Regions from separate parts of the Ctenopharyngodon idella genome. Here region 2 is linked to region 1. A link is a contact called in public Hi-C data. All regions are on one chromosome and are shown on one strand. Each heading gives the region's core, a stretch centred on a gene start, on an enhancer-like site or on the middle of the called end of the contact. The rest is flanking DNA. Distances are from core to core; before and after follow the strand shown.

What was found. A called contact is a pair of places that touch in the nucleus more often than the background predicts.
Region 2: a Hi-C map of muscle shows a contact between it and region 1, with 3 times the contacts expected there. The contact joins the promoter of magi3a here to the promoter of zgc:158263 in region 1. A contact is called at or near these places in 2 of 2 Hi-C or Micro-C datasets (both in muscle).

Annotation. Positions count from the first base shown.
Region 1 is chr22:4,173,710-4,179,049 of HZGC01, forward strand. zgc:158263 (ceramide kinase family protein) reads right to left here and starts at 2,232. Exons shown (of 13, transcript XM_051879934.1): 1 at 1,822-2,232; 2 at 546-641; 3 at 310-447; 4 at 80-208. The coding sequence starts at 1,972.
Region 2 is chr22:4,340,858-4,346,197 of HZGC01, forward strand. magi3a (membrane associated guanylate kinase, WW and PDZ domain containing 3a) reads left to right here and starts at 2,961. Exons shown (of 20, transcript XM_051879901.1): 1 at 2,961-4,471. The coding sequence starts at 4,165. si:ch73-206d17.1 (tyrosine-protein kinase STYK1) reads right to left here and starts at 320. Exons shown (of 10, transcript XM_051879963.1): 1 at 181-320; 2 at 1-61. The coding sequence starts at 30.

The DNA of each region.
Region 1 (5,340 bases), core at 982-3,481:
GGCCGTATCAGAGAGCAAACAAGGGGACACTTGATAACTGTTCAGTTATTGAACGGCACAGACAGTCTCAGTATCTCACCCACAACATGAGAGCTGATGCCAGCCAGCTCAAACAGAGGGGCCACTAGAGAGTGAAAGATCTGTTTCCCCCTCTTCTTTCCTCCAAAAGGATTAATGAACACCAACAACCTGTGAGGACGCGAGGGGCCTGATAAAGGAGAAGTAGATGAAGGGAGAGATGTTAATGAGTCATTAGAGAATAATGAGTCTGGATGAATGATTAAGGGTATTATTTTCAGCTGTACATACTGTGGGTTTTGAGTGCGGTTCGGAGTTGAGTGATCCATTGATCCCGGACACCCCGGCTAGGACAGCAGAACTGGGTCCTGCCCAGACTCCATGACAGTCCATGTCCGTTACCTCTGCTGTTGCGCTTCACATAGAATACTTATGTGATTAGAAAAGGACAAAAACTAGGTTTAGTCTAACTTTGTAGTATTTGATCCCTGTGCAGAAAAAAAAGAAAATCACTTTCGGAAACTTACATGTAAAATCAAGGTCAGTGTCTTCTACTTTCTTCTGGGTTTGGATCTCAACTCGACCCTCCTTCACCCCAATCACCTCTGACACCGGCACTGAAACTAAGAACGACAGATAGACACTTTACGCTCTTTCATAAGTGATGTAACCATTTCTCACATTCTCAAAAAACATTCCACCATTCCTACTCAGGCCTTTTATGCAGACGCCAAGGTGTATAGTGTTTGTTACCAAGAATTGATGGTGCTGTTCAACTTGTTTTGAAGTCATCAGAATGCAGACAAAGACAAATCCAACAAGGAAGGACTTTTAAACATGATTTTCTTTCATTTCACATTATTTTCATTCATTAGCTGAGCATTAAGCAATAAACTGATATGTTTATGGATTATTCCCTTCAATCGAATCCAGCTAGATCATGTTAAGACAGCATTTATATTGTCATGCACATAAATTAAGTTCAAAGAAAACTGTGGATACAAAGTGGATAGCGCACAGAGCATAAAGTGTCACTTTAACCTTTTTCTACATTTCTTGTCAATAATTAAACTAATAGTAATGGTATATCAGGCATTATATGGTGGTTAATTATCTACAAATAAGAATGACTATAAGTCACTGATGTGTCAGAGTAAGTTTTCGTTTACATTTCTATGGCTGTTCATCCAAATAATATTTAAATTATTTTATTATTAGAATTATTTTAAATGCTTTTTTGTTACTTCTTAACAATAAATGCTGTTGACTTGGGCTCATATATTATTTAACACAATTTTTTTATTATTAATATTAGTACCTGAGTCCATAACGTGCACAACTGCTCATGTGATGTCAAAATGGCTGCGCCCATGAGGGGGCGACCTTCTCCTTGTAGAATTTATTAATTTATTTATTTTTAGAAGACTGGAGTGGAGGCTTCATCTCATTTGAAGTAATTATGCTATTTCTCAAATGTGCTATTCATTTCTTGCCTCGTTTATAATTAGTAAAAAATGACCGAGTCTGGCTTTAGTTTAGTTGATACATTATGCATATAAATATGCGGTTACTCATCTACAAATAAGTCTACTTCAAGTCAAGCACCTTTATATCCCATGTCATGTAATTTTGTCATACACCCCAAGAAAACCCATAATACGATATAAACATATTTACATTTATCTATCAAGCTATCTTTATAAAAAAAAAATAACAAACACTTGTCTCAAAACTTAGTGAGCTGTCTACCTGGACCGCATTTTTGGAACACGGGTGCATTGAGAACGATAATAAATGTCGTACTTGTTTTCTTCTCCCGGTTCCTCTTGTCGATCTCAGTCCAGCTGAAGTACCATCCGCTCAGGAAAGCCCTGTACCGCTTATTACCGATCCACAGACTTGACTCGACTCTCACCGAATCTATTTCCATCGCCACTTTGGTAGTTTCATTCATCTATAGAACTTCATGCTCTCACAAGCAATATTCAGCTGTATTTTTATCCATGCAAGAATTTCGAAGTTGGTCAAGGCGTCTAACATTTGAAGCGAACAAATATAAGCATTTTGTTTAGACGTGAGTTAAAAAGAGTCACCAAGTTTAATAAATAAGCTTATGTAAGTAAGGTAAGATCTAGTAAATTAAGACGGCTCCGTCTTCGCTATCCTGTACTGACCTATTTGACTGTTCCTTTGCATAAAACAAGTTAACTTCCCTTTGAGGTTGCGCACCTGTACTGGAAAAATTTGCATACGCAACTCTCATTGGATAATATGATTATGCAGATGGTAACCGACCGTAATTCATTGTAACAGATCAAACGAATACTTTTTTGCCATTCAAAGTTTTTCTTTTATAAAATTGATTTAAACTTTATAAAATAAAATATTTGATTCACTGCCTCTGGTGTTATTAATCAATTAGATTTTATGAATTTTAACATTGTTAAATGTAGGAAAAAGTACATTCTGTGCAGTGGTGGGCGGAGCTAGTGAAAATTGTGTTATAAATATTCACAGTAAATAGACACATGTTGTATATTATGTGTAGATAGACTATCAAAACACTGGTGGAAATTCAACTTAGATATATTCATGTAAGTTTCTCCTTTCTTTCTGCATCCTTTTGTTTTTACTGTCAACATATAGTTGGTGTGACTGGTATGACTAGATGACATGACACTTAATAAACACACTTCAACCGTCAATTTTTTTTTCCTTTTTTTTTTTTTTCCTTTGGTGAAGGATGATTATACAATATCTAAGATTAGTCTGAACACATGCAATATTGGCATCAAATGTCAAAACAAGTGTCAGTTCTGTTTGACTGCACATCTTACTCATCTTTGGTCTATTTTGTTTTCTGTCTATGTGTTTCTATTCTTCTGTTAAATAGGCTAAACCTGGAAGGTTGACTTACCTGAAAATCTGCTTAACCCGACTGACAGCAAAAGTAAAAGGGTTCCCTAAATATGTTTATCTCCAAACAGAAGTATTTTTTATTTTATTTTTTAATTTGTCTACACATACTAATATATTATATCAGAAGTTGCACGCATTATGATGAGAAGCATGCATCCTTTGTCTCTAATCATAATGTATATTAATTTAGACATTAATTACAATGGTAAAGACACAATAAGATGTATACCCGCCCACATTAAGAATCCACTTTTCCAGTCTGTTCTGTAATATTGTTTTGATAAGCTTGTACCCTCTACTTCAGAACAGTTCCTTTTAACCTCCAGCAGGTGGCGACAATGGTTTAGACAAGCATATATGCACTGCTCGTAGTAAAAATAAATACACCTGATCCTGGTTTCGCTACATCTAACAATATAATTGTTATAATAAATAATTTTATTCAAGATTTTTATTCAAGATATTTCATTCAATATGTCGTTTATGTGTTCCTTTCAGGCATCATTTTCCCTTTCAAGTTGTCATTTTTGCAACTTGGCTATGAGGGGTTCAAAGTTAGCCTAATCCAAAAGAAATGTAGCATGAATTATTTAATAACAATCAGCTACATTGTCAAATGTGACAATGTGACATCATCCATTTTGTGTCAAAAAAAAACAAAAAACAGATGCAGTGATGCATCTTGGCGGCTTTCTCCATAATCATTCTCTAGTGTTGTTTTGGAGTTGCTAGAGGGAATCCAGCTGGGCAAGTAAAGCCTAAATTGAAAGCAGCTGCTCTAAAACTCATTGTAAGACAGAGGCATACTTTGTCCCAGTTATGGATGTAACTGGGCATGTAAACAGATCCTCTGCAGATGTCCTTGTGATATTGGATGGAGAAAATTCTCAATGGCTGAACAGAAAGGGATGACAGAAGTAATCAGTCTTTTTTTCTGAGGGAAACTTCTTTTAATTATAGGTTACTGGACTAAATGGATCTATTGCCACACATTTTATAGACTTGTTTGCCTAGAAAACCACATGATGTCTAAATGATTATTGATGCACTTGTTTGAGTCAGTTTATATCCAAGGATAAACAGTCTTAGACCATCACTGATGGTTTCACAGTTTTGTAGTTTTATAATTTCCTATTTCTTTCAGGGTAAGGAGAGCAATATTATATTAAAGCTGCAAGCAGCAGTGTTGCCAACTGCTTTCAATTAAAAGTAGCTAAAACTGGTAGCTAAATGTCAGTAGATGACATCATAAGGGCAAATTCATTGATCTATATAAATAGATCAATGAATTTGCCTACTGATCTATATGTAGATCAGTAGGCAAAATAAGAATCTAGATAAGGTTTGTCCAAGAAGTTGTTAGATTTATCCCTAAACTTTTGAAAACAGTCCCAAAAGGGACGGGGAAGTCACTAAATCTAGTGACAAAATCGCTAAATTGGCAACACTGGCAAGCAGCGATGAAAGGGCCCTTGCACCGGTGCCACCGCCACCCGCTGGCTTTAAGAAAACAGAGCACGTTGTGCCAAAATGCATTTAAGTAGGTAAATATAGGAGGACTGTGTCAAATTCATTTGTATTTGCCACAGTTCCTGCTGCCAGCTGGTGGTGCTATGACTATAACTGAATATTGGCATGTAGATGTGGACTCTTATCAAACATGTTAAGCTTGGGGCAGATTGGACATTTCATGTATGAGTTACAGCAACTTCCAGTTTCGTTTTATTATTAGCATGCTTTAGCAAATTAGCTAAGTGTTGCTAAGATGCTTTACCATGTTTTTAGCATGTTGCATGTTAAAGGAACACTCCACTTTTTTTGAAAATAGGCTCATTTTCCAACTCCCCTAGAGTTAAACAGTTGAGTTTTACCGTTTTCGAATCCATTCAGCCGATCTCCCGGTCTGGCGGAACCACTTTTAGCATAGCTTAGCATAGTTAATTGAATCTGATGAGACCGTTAGCATCTCGCTCAAAAATGACCAAAGAGTTTCGATATTTTTCCTATTTAAAACTTGATTCTTCTGTAGTTACATTGTGTACTAAGACTGACGGAAAATGAAAAGTTGTGATTTTCTAGGCCGATATGGCTAGGAACTATACTCTCATTCCGGCGTAATAATCAAGGAAATTTGCTGCCATACCAGATGCTAACGGTCTAATCAGATTCAACGAACTATGCTAAGCTATGCTAAAAGTGGTACCGCCAGACCCAGAGATCGGCTGAATGGATTTGAAAATGGTAAAACTCAACTGTTTAACTCAAGGGGAGTTGGAAAATGAGCCTTTTTTCAAAAAAAAGTGGAGTGTTCCTTTAAGTTTGGGCAAGATTAGACATTGTAACCCTCTACAATTCGAGTAAAACACTTGCATATGCGACTAAATCTTCACTCTTGGCGACTAA
Region 2 (5,340 bases), core at 1,711-4,210, 170 kb after region 1:
AGAGCCGTTGGATTGGGCCTGTGCAGCCATAAGAGGGTCTCTTTAACATTTCCAAAACAGGCTTGATAAAAGACATTAGCAAGATCATTTGAATAGAAAGAACATATGCTATTAGAGCTGAATTGCAAGACTCTTTGGACCATAATATCTCAACATATTGTGAGTGCATATCATCCTTACCTTACTGGAATAAAGGTGGAAAAGAAACTTTTAAAGAGGTATCTAACTGCTTTTGGTAGCCTTTTTTGTTTGCCTCTTTCTGTTAGCATAAAGTCTGATTTTGACTTTCAGAGCAATGACCGTGAGGGTGACTGCCCACCACATCAATGATTAACTTAAGAATAGAACCCTTTTAACTGTTGCCAGGAGTGCAGTGTTTTTCTGAATTGCACATTATTTTCACTCATCTCTCTCTTGAAGTAAGGTAAAATGAGATGCACGTCAATATAACCCTCCTCCCCCACACACCTTTATTTTTTCTCTTGACGTTAGACGGCACAAAACCTCATCTCAACACATTTAATGAATAGATATTCTCTTCTTAATGTTGTCATTTCATCTGAATAGCAATATTTGTGAGATTTAGTCAGACAACAGTTTTGAGTAACTGATCTCCGGAAAACAGTGATGGCATTATGACATTATTACGTTGAATATCAAAGTTTTTGGTGTCTATTTGTTAATGAGGGATTTATGGACACATTAATGTTTTTATGATTTGTGGAGGAAAAAAATATGTTTTTTATTTTTAAGTGAGTAAGATGGCTCCTCAGAATTGGCACAGAGGGCCCGATCGGCATGTTATTGTATTTTGTAGAGTTATTATACAATAATGAGTTAGATGTACATTTCAGACATCTTTGCTATTCATTAAAACTTACAGTATAGGCTAATTGAGTGAATTTGTTGTATTTTGTGTTATGTATCATAGTGTTGCTACACTGTAAAAAAAAAAAAAAAATTGTTGGTTTAACTTAAAAAAGTAAGTTACCTGGTTGCCTAAAAATTTTTGAGTTCATTGAAATAAAAAAATTGAGTTAATACAATGAATTAATCAACAGAAACTCAAAAATATTATGTTATCTGAACCGCATTAATTATTGAAGTTGACTTGACAAAAGAAAAAATGTGATAATTCATGAAAAAAATTTTTTTACAGTGTATTATGACATATCTTTAATTAAAATATGGGCAATTAAATATTTAGATACCTTTATTTTGGCAGCATAGTGGCTCATTGGCCTTTATTTGGGTGCACTGTCACCTCACAGCACTGAGCCAAGAGGCCTTTCTGTGCAGAGTTTGCATGTTCTCCCTGTGTCTGCATGGGTTTCCTCCGGGTCCTCTGGTTTCCCCCACAATTCAAAAACATGCAGTATAGGTGAATTGGAGATGCTAAATTGTCCGTATAAAGAGTGTGTGTGAGAGTCCCAAGCCATGTAATTGGGAGGGTTTGGGAAAGATCTGGCGACCTATCCCGAAAAATTGTCACCAAGAAAATTCATGGACAGTCTCACATTTGGTAAAAGATGGCCCACAGAATCACCAAGAGTCGAATATGACTGAAATGGTTAATGAATGAATTCCTTTATTTAAGTGATAGAATTACCTTTCAGATGAATATTGATACTGGGATTCTGTTTTGTCTGTCATTAGTTATTCAATTATTCAACTAAACTGTCAAAACAAATTTTAAATAGAATAGTTCATTTCGTATTTTATATTAATGTCACTTTAAATATATATATAAATATTGATAAGAATGAAATTAAAAGTCATTTACACATTCTGTGAAACTTTACTCAGAGGGGCTTCTATCTTCAGTAGATTTTTTCTTGCTAATTTAGTTGTCATAACACAAAAAAAATTAATTATTGTAAAATTATTCAATTTATTCCCCTTAATAACACACTGGCTGATGCATCATCATCATACACATGCTAAACATAAAAATAGTTAAAAAGTAAAAGTTCTTAAAGGGATACTTCACCCAAAAATGAAAAATTCTGTCATCATTTAATCATGCTCAAGTTGTTCCAAACCTGTATATGAATTTCTTTCTTCCGCTGAACACAAAAAAATATATTCTGAAGAATCCAAACAGTTGATGGACCCCACTGACTTCAATGAAAAAAAAAAAAAATACTATGGAAGTCAACTGTTTGTTTACTGACATTCTTCAAAATATCTGCTTTTGTGTTCAGCAGAAGAAAGAAATTCATACAGGTTTGGAACAACTTGAGGGTGAGTAAATGATGACAGAATTTTCATGTTTGGGTGAACTACACTTTTTAAGGGGTGCACCTTTCCTATCTTCCCCTACTATTTTTACAGGGTGCAATTCTATACTACAACAGAAGGTGGCACTATAATACAGCATCAACCCTAAAAGTTAGGATTAAACCTGATTTTAACCCCTGATAAGATTGTTATACAATATTGTTTAACTGTATTATCTTTGTAAAACTACTATTAATGCAAGAAAGAAATTACATGTTTATATTGTAAAGCAACATCATAGATGTGTGTGTAATAATAAAAATGTGTGTAACAGGTGGTGTGAAATTACAAGGTTTATATGCACAGCTGTTCGACACATGAACCCATAATAACAGACCAATATATTATGAAGTTGTTCATCTATTTTCTTTTACATCCATGGTTTTCAAAATAGGGTTCAGTAAACACCTGTAGGACATCTAAAGGGAAACCCGAGAGTCCGTGGAGTAGGTTTAAATAGGTTGATATTCAAGTTCTATTTTATGACATTTCTAAATTCTAAATCACAAATTTTTAATGTATGATCGTAAGCATTATATAATGTTAATGCTCTTAGTTTTAATTTCCATCTTTTGTTATGCATTGTATGTATATTAATTGTATATTCTTATGATCTTATTATTCCTAGCCTATTAAAAAAGTGGGGTTCATCTTTAATGTTCTGTTAATATTTTTCATTTGAAGTAGCCTATTTGGAGCTTTTATTTATTTTTAAAGCATTTTGAGGTGCATTTTTGTAATGAAAGGTGCTATTCAAATAAATTATTGTTATTATTATTATGAAAATGTTATAAAGTTTTACCAAGAAAATGTAGCTTTTTTTTTTTTTTACTCTGGGGGTATTTGTTAATATTCTGGATGGGGGTTGAAAACCCTTGGTTTACATTTTACCACTTACTATCTTCAAAATATATTTCATCAGGCATTTTCAAGACTGTAAGGGCAGCAAATTTTTCCTCAACAGAGTCAACACCTTTTAGCCCTAGAAGCACGGCAGAGAGAGAGGCTTTTTAAGTTTGGTATTGTGAAATAGTATGGGAAAGCCCGCCCTCTCGCTCTCATTGGCTGCCCCGCTCTCGTCCACTCTACATTGGTGTCGGTACGCGCCACTGACAGTCGCTGCTCTCGTTTGGCGCAAGTAACAAGGTGAAAATCTACAAAGTTGCAAATCTGAGCCTACAATTAATCACCGACGGGCGATGACAGCTCTACACAGACAACAACAACCCACACAAGAGGGCGTTTCTACATAAATCAAAGGTCGTCGGACAGTGGACCTAGTTAGTCTCGTATTCTCGATCCAGGTATATTGTTGTTCGTCGTTTCCCGTGAACGCGCCGGTAGCTGATGTCATTGGAACAGGTGCGCGAAACCCAAGTTAACAACAGTCGCCCTAGATCGCGAGGGATTACACACGGATGTGAGTGTTTTCTACGGCGTTTCATTCATCAGCCGGTATTACCAAGCGATTTGAGGCTGTATGTTTTTTTTTTTATTTGCCTGGATAAAGGCTGTCCTGCTTCGGGTGGTAGTTTATTGCTATTTCCGTGTCTTTTTCTCCTAGAAAGCGCTTGTTTGGATCGTGAAGACGATATTTGGCGACACTTCTTGGTGAGCAGTGAGATCTAGCATAGATTTTAAGGCAATGAAGAGAGCTTTTACCTTCATTTGAGTTCGGGTCTCAATACGTGAATTTTGACTGAACCATACAGGGAATATATTTTAAGAACCGAGCAATGCCGACTCTGAAGTTTTGAAACCTTTTTTTTTAAACCTTTTTCACCAAGACATGGGAATGAAGCCGCTGTGCTTTACTGCGCTCTAAACGCGTTTGCATAAGGAAATAACCTGTTTTAAGAGACTCGATTACGAAAGGGATTAATCATGTCCAAGACACTGAAAAAGAAGAAACATTGGTCCAGTAAAGTGCAGGAATGCGCCGTTTCGTGGGGTAACGCCGGGGAGCTCAGCGCCGTACTGGAGATAAGCGGGGGAGCCGAGCACGGAGAGTTCCCGCACCTGGGACAGGTGTTGTCGGACGCGTTAGTGTGCCATGTCGGCAGGCTACCTGGTCCCGGAGATGTGCTTCTGGAGGTGAACGGCACGCCTGTCAGCGGACTGACAAACCGAGATACCCTCGCCGTCATCCGGCACTTTCGCGAGCCCCTCCGTCTGAAGACCGTAAAGCCAGGTTAGTTTGTTAACCCAACTGCTAAAACCTAGCGAGCTACTAACCTAAACAACAGTTTGTCACTCTACAATTAGCACTAGGGTTCTTTTTGTAAAAGCTAGTTTATAAGCCAGTGTTAAGCAACGTTTCGTATTTGTAGTTTTGAAAGAGGATTAGCGTTGTTTTTAGCACTGCTTGTGCTCGAATGTTACGATGTGTTGTTTAGCAACAGACAACCAATCACGAACTACCTGATTAAATATTCATAGACTTTGGCCAGTCTCAGAAACTTTCACGCGCTGTGTAGTTTCAATGTTTCAAGTCACTTCTGTGTAGCTGCTTTCGTTTCTTAACTGATGTTTTTTGTTGTTGTTGTTGTTGTTGTTTTTTTAAAATAACTTTAACACTATTATTTCCCCGTTTATTAATGTGAAGCAATTAGTATTGTTCAAAGCGCTATGACTTGACTAGAAGACGTCAAAGTACAACCGGAGAGGATTTTAATAGCTCGCGGTTATTATTGTCCAATCAGTGGTATTGACCTGATAAATATGCAGATTAGAACGATAACTAATGCCTTTCAAATCTACAGTGTGAAATATGGAACACGATAACGCAGGCTTAAGAGCATTTCATGTAAAAAATGCTGTTATTTAGGCAGCTCTCTAGGTTTTGTGAGGCCAGTGTCAACCGCGTATTCTATTACTAGCATTTGCTTATTATAATTACGTAGTTGGCATTTTGATTAAATGGGACTCTCAAGGAAAAAGTGGATTTTAACTGAAGCCATTTATCACAGTTACCACAACAGGAGGAAATTGAGACTATCCATCATGAGGAAGTTTTGATACCACTAGATGCTGTTTGTGGGCAACCACAGTGATTTCATT